Linked DNA regions of Hordeum vulgare: all the other regions are linked to region 1. The links are chromatin contacts, called in public Hi-C maps. All regions are on one chromosome and are shown on one strand. The core of a region is the stretch at or near the end of the contact, and the rest is flanking DNA. Distances in the headings are between cores, read along the strand shown. Region 1 holds the start of LOC123443748 (glyoxylate/succinic semialdehyde reductase 2, chloroplastic). Region 2 has its middle 35 kb from the start of LOC123441736. Region 3 has its middle 37 kb from the start of LOC123441736.

What was found. Hi-C and Micro-C count contacts between places; a contact is called where the count stands out from the background.
Region 2: a Hi-C map of leaf shows a contact between it and region 1, with 2.4 times the contacts expected there. The contact joins the enhancer-like site here to the promoter of LOC123443748 in region 1. A contact is called at or near these places in 3 of 6 Hi-C or Micro-C datasets (leaf and seedling).
Region 3: a contact with region 1 is called in a Hi-C map of seedling, with 4 times the contacts expected there. The contact joins the enhancer-like site here to the promoter of LOC123443748 in region 1. A contact is called at or near these places in 2 of 6 Hi-C or Micro-C datasets (leaf and seedling).

Annotation. Positions count from the first base shown.
Region 1 is chr3H:325,510,996-325,514,721 of MorexV3_pseudomolecules_assembly, forward strand. It overlaps LOC123443748 (glyoxylate/succinic semialdehyde reductase 2, chloroplastic), which reads right to left and starts at 1,858. Exons shown (of 12, transcript XM_045120269.1): 1 at 1,631-1,858; 2 at 1,434-1,527; 3 at 1,156-1,221; 4 at 352-427; 5 at 195-250; 6 at 1-36. The coding sequence starts at 1,736.
Region 2 is chr3H:325,946,195-325,950,028 of MorexV3_pseudomolecules_assembly, forward strand. It overlaps the pseudogene LOC123441735. Among protein-coding and RNA genes, the nearest start is that of LOC123441736, 35 kb to the right of the region's middle. Within about 2 kb of position 1,272, at least 2 of the 3 cell types and tissues checked have open chromatin away from gene starts, as enhancers often do. A contact at or near this core is called in leaf, where this site is marked.
Region 3 is chr3H:326,018,435-326,022,178 of MorexV3_pseudomolecules_assembly, forward strand. No RefSeq gene overlaps it. Among protein-coding and RNA genes, the nearest start is that of LOC123441736, 37 kb to the left of the region's middle. Within about 2 kb of position 1,512, at least 3 of the 3 cell types and tissues checked have open chromatin away from gene starts, as enhancers often do. A contact at or near this core is called in leaf and seedling, where this site is marked.

The DNA.
Region 1 (3,726 bases), core at 608-3,107:
GATGTTGCATCATCGACTGTTGACACATCGACATACCTACGGCAGACAAGCAAGACAAATATGATCGAAACATCGACATACCTATGACGGACAAGCAAGAGAAAATATGATGTTTTTAAGGTCTACTTCTGCTGTTCTGCAAATGCTCTGGAATTTTTAACCCTTTTTCTTGAGAGCAATTAGTTAGCACTTACCCTTTCCCTGGGGCCATCCCTTCTGCGGCTCCATTAGCCCCACATGCAACCTCAAACTTTGAAACAAATCGTTTATGGACATGATTAGGTATGTTATCATGCCGAGACTTCATGAATAAAAGAAATGGCCATTGGAATGCTGAAACGGAACTTATACCGCGCTTTCTGGGTCAGCAAGCATTGCAAAGGTGACATCACAGGATGATGAAACTCTGGCGGGCGAAGATTCGAACCTGTAGGAAGCCATCCTCTTGTATGAGAGAGTCAATCAAACGGAGTGTTGCTTACATCTTTTGTTACACGCAATACTGTCTCTTAACTTTGATCAACATCAACAACATGAACTATCTAATAGACTAAATCCATTCACACCATAATCTTTGGTCTCTTTCAAGTGGGAACAGTTTTTAGTGGAACTAGATGATACCCCGCACGTTGTTGCGGGAATGTTTTGTAATATATTTGGTTATATGGGTATTTGGAGTAACAATATGATAACTATAAAAAGAAAATATAAATGATATATTATGTTTGATTACTGTGTAGTTGTATATTTTTTATTAAATATAAATAGCATAATAGAATGGAAATTCTTATGCATGTTTGGATGTTGAGGTGGACCTTTTCCCATGCATGTTACATGATGAGGTGGCATGCTTGCATGTTGATATTAATATAGTAGCGGGGGCTAGCTATCTAGATGTACAAGATTTTAGGAAAATATAATGTTTTCAAATAAAGTAGAGCAGAACAAGGTAGTCAGAGAAGAAAAATGTAGTTGTGTTTACTAGTGAACATGTGAGAGTTTTATAGTTATATCAAGTTTCAGTTATGAGGTGGTGTGGTTTCGGCCCGAATCCACGAGCTACAGACAATCCCTCAGGTAGTTGTTTAGGAAATGGCACATATTTAATAAGTAGAAGATGGTTGTAGATCACAATTGAGTTGATGTGGAGCATACTTGGCACCGAGGCTGAGAAGAGGATCGCACTTGCTCTTGGTTCTGTTCCAAACTGTAATATCACAACTGCAGATCACCAGTCAGTAAAAGCATAAGCATAAAACCATACATTCGATATTTTGATCACCAGTCAGTAAAAGCATAAGCATAATACTGATTTGAAATGTATAAAAATCCAAGACAAGAAGACAAGGTACCAAAGTAAAACTGTATGTTTCCCGGTAACAACAAAAGGGAAAAGAAGGAAGAGAGACAGAAGTAGAAGAGAAGGGAATCACCCAGCCTTGATGAGGTTTGATGCCATGGGGGCGCCCATGATCCCGAGGCCCAAGAACCCCACCCTTCCCTGGAATCCCATCCCTCCAGCAGCATCTGAGACGCAAGAAGAATCTGATAAGTACTAGTACTACATTGAATCTTTCAACTACACTACATACACAGCTGCGTCTGCTGAACCGAAGAAGGGAGCCGACACCTGACGAGGAGGACGACGAAGAGGCGGAGCAGGACACGAGGAGGCGGGATCCTCGGCGCAGGGGCAGCGTCACCCTGGGGCTGAGGAGGAAGCTGGCCGCGGCCATGGATGCAGATAATAAGCGGGATAAGATTCGAGCTCCGCGACGACGAAGCTACAACTGCTGGTGGTCGCGGATCCGCGGTCGCAAAAGCGTGATCTGGGACAGCGTGCGAGCCCAACGCGACGCGGCTGCGCCACCCGATCCGAACCCCGCTCCGGTTAGAGCAAGTACAAGGTCAGTCTGCACACTGTAAGGATTAAAATGCTACTCCCTCCGTTCTAAAATAAGTGTTTTAACTTTGTACTAGCTCTAGTACAAATTTGTACTAAGCTTGAGACAATAATTTTGAAACGGAGGGAGTATATTTTTGCTGAGTTGTATGAGAGAGAAGAGAAGAAAGAAGGGAAGCGGGCTCTTCGTGAAGAGTCAGCTCTAGCACGGGCTCCTAGGCGCTTTGTGAGAATGAAACGTGAGCCATATATGATAAAAGTAGTACTCTTTTATAGCTAACTATTGTACAAGCTAGCTATAAGATAAGCCATAAGACTGCTTATAGCCAGCAGTTGGCTATACTATTAACCAAGAGCAAGTACAATAAGGTACAGTCAGCAGACTGTAAGAATTAAAATACTACTCCCTTCGTTTCAAAATATAAGACCTTTTAGGAATTTTATAAGAGACTACGTAAGGAACAAAATGAATGAATCTATACTCTGAAATATGTCTATGTACATCCGTATGTAGTTTATAGTGCAATCTCTAAAATGTCTTATATTTAGGAACGGAGGAAGTATATTTTTACTGAGTTGGATGAGAGAGAAAAGAAGAGAGAAGGGAAGCGGACTCTTCGTGAAGAGCCAGCTCTAGCACGTGCTCCTAGGTGCTTTGTGAGAATGAAAGGTGGACCATATATGATAAAAGTAGTACTCTTTTATAGCTAACTATTGTACAAGTTAGCTATAAGATGAGCTATAAAACTGCTTATAGCCAGCAGTTGGCTATACTATTAACGGACTAAATCTTCTATTCTTAAATACGGAGTAGTTGTAACCTACTACCTATTATTTCTTCTCATGCAACCATGTCACATTATCAGTCATGCATTTAGTCATAATTTTTTTATGTAACCATGCGACATCATCAAGTCATACATGTGGTCATAAGTTATAATGTGTGCACTAATCTACACATTATTTCACTAATTTTTGTTATGAGAATAAAACGGTGTATACTTTAGAGCAAATATATGTAGATCATGTTACACTTTTTTATGCATCTCTTTGTTAAATGCTTCATATGATTTATTATTCTTGAAATATAAAACGAGAGCAATACTAATATGTTTTTAGCAAATAGATTTTGTTTTTCAACACCTATTTATATATCTATTTATCATGTTTTTTGCAGCAACGCGCGGGGCATCATCTAGTTATAAAAATACCACCACAATTGCTTTGTAATTTGCTGAAAACAACCCAAATGTTAAAATTTTACAAAAAAGACCAATTTTCAGTTTTTGTAATAGAACAAAGCCACTTCGTTTTTCATGTCGAATCTTGACCAAAAACCATTGGTTGTATTTTGTAAAAAATATATGACTGAAAAGTTCTTTCAAATGTGCATCCAATGGTATACATTTTATGGCATATGACTCACATTTCATTGGTAAAATTAATGATCAAAATTCGACATAAACATATGAAGTGACCTTTTATTAGTAGATGAAAGGGGTACTATGGATCGGTTGTTTTTGCAAACTTTTAGCGTTTCGACAAACTTCAAACGTTATTGTGGTGGATTTTTCAATTTAGTCCTAGTTAGCCAACTTTGCCTTTGGTACTTTATTTGTTAGTAGAAAGAGCACATACAACACACTATTATTTGGACAAATATGTTAGGGCACCTTCAACACCGACCCTCAAAGTGAGCACTGTATTTATCCATGGACTGGTCCGGACTCTCCCGTGAACAACGGTATGGGAGTCGACAATCTCACCTTGTCCCTTAAACGTTTGCCTCTACTTGTTAGAATCCACAAGTTTAAAATAATAAC
Region 2 (3,834 bases), core at 22-2,521, 430 kb after region 1:
CGCCCCTTCACGGTCGCACCGAGCATCAACATGAACTTTGGCGTAACGTAGTGGTGGTGCCTTAGGCCGTTGGCGCCTAACTTGAGAAAGATTTGATGGCCTCTCAATTATATGTGGACGAGTTTCTCTAACCATATCTAGTTCATCAATGAACCTCTTTTATAAATTATAGTTTGCTTGCAGTGTTAGAAATATGCCCTCACGGATGGCCTTGCGTCTAGCACACCACATGCCTTAAAGAGTAACCAAAGATTCGCAAAATGTACATGTGATAATGATTTCATAAGTGTAAATAAGCATTGCTTAGCACTTGGTTCATAGGTAGTTGCCAGAATTTGAGTCAAGTCCTGGTCGACAATAGCCCAAGTACATCCTGACTTTGTGCAAACTATCAATAAGTGTCTCCAGGAGTCGAGCACATCGCATAGTCCGCACAAACCATTGTCTTTCACGTGTTTGTAGGCCCTAACATCTTCCGTTGTGAGTGAATGTGTTGACAACCTCCATAGAAACAACCGTGCATTCGCCCAAACATGTGTCTTTCATAGCGATTTCCAAGCGTCTTGCTCGTCTCTGACGGTACTTGCGCCTTAATTAGTGACTTCGGTGCTTGTGCACTAGATGACTATCTATGGATCATCGTTCCAATTTAAGGCGCGCAAATCACACAAGACAATTGAAACGGGTCGGCCCATTAGCTAGGCAACTCCTTATTTGGTTTTGGCCACATTGAAGATTTCGGCTCACTCATATTGGTTTTTTCTCTAGATTGTTTTACTGTATTTTCTTTCGTTTTTATTTTTCCCTTTCATTTCCATTTTTTTCCTTTTTTAGAAAGATGTTCGTAAATTTTAAAAATAGTTTGGAATGTTAAAGTATTCGTGTTTGAAATACAATCACAGATTAAAAAAATTTGTGTTTCAGAAAATGTTTGGGATTTTTCAAAAATTTATCTCAATTTTTATATTCACGTTTTAAAAACTATACATCATTTCAAAAACAAGTTGTGTTTGTGAAAATATTCACATTTCTTATTTTTTGAAATTAGCATGTTAATAAAAGTTTGAAATTTCAAAAAGTGTACACTTTTTAAAAAAAAAAATGAGCCCACTAGCATTCAATTTTAGAAATAAAATCGTGAATTTTCAAAAAACCGAATTCGAAACGGTACGGCCTCCTGTTTGCTAGAGTACCAGGTCTACTGCAGTGCAGTTTAGCTACATCACAGAGGATAGCTACATGGACCGGCCTAGTCGGTCGGAGGCTCTGCGCGAAAGTGCGCCAGTTTGACGCACGCCTGCGACAAATAGGAGGGAGCTCCAAATATACATTCCGGTGAAGGCTAACGTGCCAGGTGCCTTCGTGCCTAACTTTTTTTTTTTGAAAGCCTTCGTGCCTAAATTGGCAAGCATCCTGGTGACTAATCTTCTCTAATTCGCTTGTAAGATTAACTTTGTGTAGTTAGCACTCTTGGTTACTTGCAGATGTTGTTTGCAGCATTACGTCTGTGGCTGCTTACCAGGTCCATGCAACGCATCATCAATGCGAAAACAATAAAAATAACAACTGGCTGTTGGACTGTTGGTTGTGCTTGATCAGGACTGCCGTTGGCCTGATCTAAGATTCAATTACTTGCCGATCCCGAGGCAAGTCTCCATGCTGACAATATTGACGTGGTCACGCGCGTGTGGTCACTGTTTGCATGTGCAAACGTTGCAGGATCACGAGCTGGTTGTCGCCACCACAGGACGCCGCGGCACTGGAAATCGAGCGAGAAGATTTGCGCTCACGCACTGCTCCCATCAGTTTTGTCCACATCCTCTTTATTCCCTTCACTTTCTCCTGACCTCATGTGCTTGTCATGGCATCCTGATCAGTTCATCGCTGATCTGATGTTAGTCATGTACATGCGGGGTTTCGTGAGTTTCGCCGTGGTGATCTCGGCTCCAAGATCCTCAGAACTAGGATTGGTTGAACTAGGGATGGTTTTTTTTTAAACGGGGGCAAAAGATTTGTCTCATATATTAAATAAGAGGAGAATAGAATTTTTATTACAAACCCCACACTACATAGAGCTCACTTTCCCGGTATGATGATGCCCAACTGTTTTGCTTTTGATGTTGTTGAGCAAGATTGTTGTTGGCGTATTCTTGTGATGAAAGACGCACGCGTTTCACTTATTCCAAAGAATCCATTCGACAAGCATCATAAGGGATGCCAATGCCTTCCTGTTGGGCTTGCTGTCATCGGATTTCTAGACCTATCAATCACTAACTGAATTCTCAAGATGCCAACCTGAATTATTAAAGTCAATCAAGTGGAGCCAGTCGTTCACCATGCTCCAAAGACGGAGTGTGAACCGGCACTTATAGAACATATGGGGATCGGACTCCTCTACTTGCTTGTAGAGTGGGCAGAGGTTACAGTTCGGCCATCCTCGCTTGGCTAGTCGGTCGGCGGTCCAAATACGGTCTTGTGTAGCCAGCCAGGAGAAAAACTTGTCCTTGGGAGGGGCTCACACTTTCCATATCATTTGCTCCATTGCAGAGTAGACCGTACCCAGGAATTGGGCCTTGTAGGCGGAGTCCGCGGAGTATTGCCCTCTTCTCGTGTGCCTCCACAGGATATGGTCTTCTGCATGCTCATCGAGGTGAAGGCCTTGGATGGTGGACCAAAGGGTCACAAATTGTCAAATATGCTCCATGGTGAAGTTTGCGGAAACTTTGACCTTGGCAACCCATGCCCCATTATTGAGGGCCTCTCTCACCTTCCAATTTTTGCGCATAGAAGCCTCGAAAATGAGTGGAGCTAAATCCTTGGGTTTTTGGTTATTAATCCATGGAGCGTCCCAAAAAGGAGTTCTTGTGCCATTACCCATGGTGATGGTGGTGGAAGCGTAGAAGAGATTGAGGTCAATGTTGTCGCAGGGGTTATCCATGCCAACCCATAGTTTGGATGGCTCTTTCCATTCGAACCATGGCCATCTGAGCCGGAAAGCTCGCGCGAACTTTTTTGTGTTAAGCACACCAAGCCCTCCACGCTCGTATGGCCTGCATACCAAGTCCCAGTTGACTTTGCATTTTACCCCTGTTGTCTTGTCAGAGCCATCCCAAAGGAAAACTCTTTCCAATTTGTTGGTGTCGTGGAGGATGCTCTTGGGAACGTTGAGAGTCGTGATGTAGTATAGCACTTGGGACGAGAGCACCCATTTGACTAGAGTTGTGCGCCCAATGGAAGTGATGTTGCCACAATCCCAAGGAGTGAGCTTAGCAGCCACCTTATCCTCCAAAATTTGGAAGTCCACCTTCTTCAGTTGTCGTACAGAGAGAGGAAGCCCTAGATATCTCATTGAGAATGAGGATATTTTGGCCGGCAGGTTGTGCAGGATAGGCGCCAAGTTGATGTTGCTGCATCTGATGGGAACTATCAAACTCTTCTGGAAGTTGGTTGCAAGGCCTATAACCTTGCCAAAGCAGTGAAGGATCTGAGCTAGCTGGTCAATATCCCTCTTGATCGGCGCCATGAAGACCGTCGCATCATCCACGTAGAGAGAGGTACGAACAGAGGCCCTTCGTCCTCGGATCTTGTGCAGAAGGCCCTACGTGGTGGCATTGTCCATGAGCCACTAAAGAGGGTCAATAGCGATGACAAACAGCAGCGGAGACAGAGGTTCTCCAGTAGCGGAGGCAGAGGTTCTTGTAAGTGCATCTAGTGCCCTTAGTGATTTTGGTGGTTTGAAGACTTATATGTTAAGTATCTAATATGTTCATGAGTGTACACAGGATCTATAAGTCACTGAGGAGTTTGAGTTATACGATGAATATCGACCCCTAA
Region 3 (3,744 bases), core at 262-2,761, 510 kb after region 1:
CAAAGACATGTCATGCAAAGGAATGGGTTCAACTACCGAGAACAAATAACATTGAATCGTTGTTGTCCTAATGCATTTAAAAGAGAGAAGGAGCGAGAGAGTGAGATTGTATCGGAATGCACAAGGGAGGTTGCTTGCCTCACAGTTCTCAGGATAACCATGGGTCTTCATTGGTGCCAACGATCACAACGCCGAAACCATCGTCTACCGAGAGGGAATAGCACCGGCAAAGAGAAAAAGAATAACATTTACTTCAAAGGAATGCAACACTATGATGCATGATCATGACATGCCAAAATGATGTTGATTGAGCTAATGCATCTAGCATCAAGATTAAATGAAGTTGGTTTGAACCAAAGGTTCAAATTGAAACTCCATATGTGAATATTTAAATGGCATTTTTTTGATTTTCCCTAAACAAAATACATAAGTTCTTCTAACATGCATGAAAATGCCACCACCAGATTCATCGATTTTTTTTGATAATTTCATATATAATTTATTTTCATTGGACTTACAAATTATTTTCAATGATTTTTAAAAGTTTTAAGAATTTTCTGGAATTAAATAAATCCAGAAATCAAATATTGCGTCACTTCTGTGTCAGAGTGCGGTCAACAAAGCCGGGTCAGGTCAAACCTGATGTGTGGGGTCCACACATCAGTGGCTCGGCTATAATTAACATGTTTCAGTTTTAACTAGGGCTTTATTAGACCACGGGGTCCACACGTGAGTAGCTCGTGGGATTAGCTAATTGGTAATTAGGCTTAACTTAATTATGTGGCATGCAGGACCTGCCGGTGAGTGGCCCAGGCCGGCGAGGCTCGACGCTAGTGACCTCTGGACACATCAGCGTCCGCGGAGGAGGCCACAAGGACATTGGAGATGGCACCAGGGCGTAGACCTCAACCCCCCTGCGTCTAGCGGGCCAACTCGGGGCTCGGGGGACGGTCGGAGTCGTCGTGTGCGACGATGGAGGTGGCGGCTGGAGCTCGGTGGTTGCACTCTTAGCGCTGGGATGTTCTATCAAGCAGGCTAGGGGACCGGGAGGCATCTACGGAGCAGCAGGAACCCAATGGTGCAACTAGGTCGAGTCGAAGTGCACCAGAGCATGGAGCTTGTCGTCAATGGAGGACGGTGGTGCTAGGAGCTCGCGTGGATGACGGCTACAGCACAGAGTGTATGGCATCGAGGCGGTTCCGTTGGCATGGCATCGAGGCGGTTCCGTTGGACAAGACAGAGGGGCAAGGGGTGGCTGGTTGCTACGCGAATGGTGGCCGGTGGCTACGTGAACGGTGGTAGCTTGGCCATGGACGATTCGGCATGGAAAAGGGGAAAAGACAGAGGGAGGGGAAAGGGAGGAGAGGGAGCTGGCAGGGTCGGCACGTCTGTGACGAAGCTATCCATCTCGTCGCACTAGCGGGGAGGGGGCGACAGGCTGGTGCATGGTGCGCTGAGCGCGCGTGTGCGTCGGGCACACGCCGGCGTCCTTCTGGCACGATGGAGAAGACGAGTGGCGAGCTGGGCCTGGTGGGCTGGCTGTCCAGTGGGCCGCGAGGTAAGCTCCAGGATAGTCCTCTCTATTTTCTGTTTGTTTCTGTCATTTATTTATTTGTATTATGTTTTTATTTGATTCAAATACCTAATCATTTGAAAACCTTTTGAAAATATTTATGTGGCTTATTGGAATATATTCAGGGCCACTTGCAACCTTTCAGAATTTTAGGTTCTATAAAACTATTTATAGTACTTATAGATCCAATGCAAAAACTTATTGGATTAACTAAAATTCCAAATATATATATTTTTGTGATTCCAAAAGTATTGGTTTAAGTTTTCCCTATTGCCAATATTTTCACAGAACAACAAGAACATTTTCTTGGAGTTGTTTGAGGCAATGTTATCTTGGTCATTTTTGTGAAGAATGCTTTATGAGGCTTACTAGATCCTCAATTCATTAAAAGAATGCATGTATGAAATGCAATGGCAAACATGTCTAAAACTAGGGATGTGGCACCAACTATATAGGTGCATGTGACGCCCCCATTTTGATCAAACGCTAATCATACATGCAAATGTGTACGACCAAGATTAGGGACTCAGGGGAAGGTATCACAACACAACCCTAGACGCAAATTAAAGTCATACAAGCTTAATATTACAAGCGACGGCCCTCGAGAGCTCGAATACATAAGCTCGAAAATAAACGAGTCGCGAAAGCAAGCAATATGTGAGTACAGACATAAGTACACAAGTTTTGCCTTAAGAAGGCTAGCACAAACATAAAATCTGAACGAAAAGGCAACACCTCCTGCCTAGGAGCCTCCTAACTACACTTGGTCGTCAGCGGCCTCCACATAGTAGTAGGCTCCATCGGGGAAGTAGTAGTCGCCTGCGGGATGACCCATCTCCTGGGCTTCGTCATATGGTCGTGACAATCGTATCAAAAGAAAAAGGGGGAGCAAAGCAACGATGGGTACTCATCCAAAGTACTCACAAGACTGACATGAGGACTATGCTAAATATGCATCAGTTTCAAAGGAATGGGGCTATATCTTTGGACTGACTGCAAAAAATTCCAGAATAAAGAGGGGGGCTAGTCCTATCGAAGACAAGCATCTTTAGTGTCTTGTAGTATTAGAAGAGTGTAGATCAGCAACACATATGTAATAATTATGTTGCACAAATTCATTAAAAATTCCCAGAGATCCTTCCTCGATTTCGTGCGAGAAAGCAATTTGGGAGCCAACATTTCAATTTAACATCACAAGTATCCAGTTCCAGTTATAGAAGATCAGGATACCCTCTGAGCGCCTATTACCGTGGACACGACTATTTGAATAGATATACTTCCGTGCAGGGGTGCACAAACTTACCCTACGTGCTCGATTAACTCCGGTCGGACACACTTTCCTGGGTCATGCCCGGCCTCTGCTGATCGACACGGTGTAGTCCTACCTAGGCTCAATAGAAAGGTCGCACGCCGGTTTACATCCTAATCACAAACGGGTCATGGGCCAATCTCCCTTCACAGTCCTGTGCATTGCGAGGATGGCCGATATCAGTCCTAGAACCTCTTAATATAAGAACATTCCTTGCACGGACCACCCAATGTGTGCTGCTCACTATGATATCTGAAGAGCTTTTGAGTGAATGTACAACGCATAGTGCCCATACTTATTCCCATGTGGTGGTTAGTGCGAAACATGCCAGAGGCCTTCTCAGATCACATAACTAAACCCAGTAATGCTTTGTTAAACTACCGTGATGATCAATGATCCATGATAGGTGGTCCCGTCGCCCCGTCTCGAGGAATTGTGGCAAGGCCCAAGAATGCCCAGCCACACCTCGTCGCAATCACGCGGGTATCCACCCGCACCTTAACTGTCGTGACGATGAGTGACCCACGATATGTGGTCCAGTTTCCTTGTCTTGAGGACTTGTGGCAAGGGCCAAGAATTCCCGGCCATGCCTCGTCACAATTACGTGGGAATCTGAGGTATAACATCTCATCATGTTCAAGTAGTAAAGTTAAAGTAACCGTGTGTGTATAACATCAAAGGAATCTGAGGTATCACCCTTGATGGATTCCAATCAATGTTACCATCAAGGTGACGAGGTAGGAATCACCCTTGATGGTTCACGCTTGAGGGGTTGCACGACAGAGTCGTTATCGGAAGTGGGGAAGGAGGAATGACCATTCGTAAGCCACCTTGGGTTAACTACACTACAAAATTAACATCA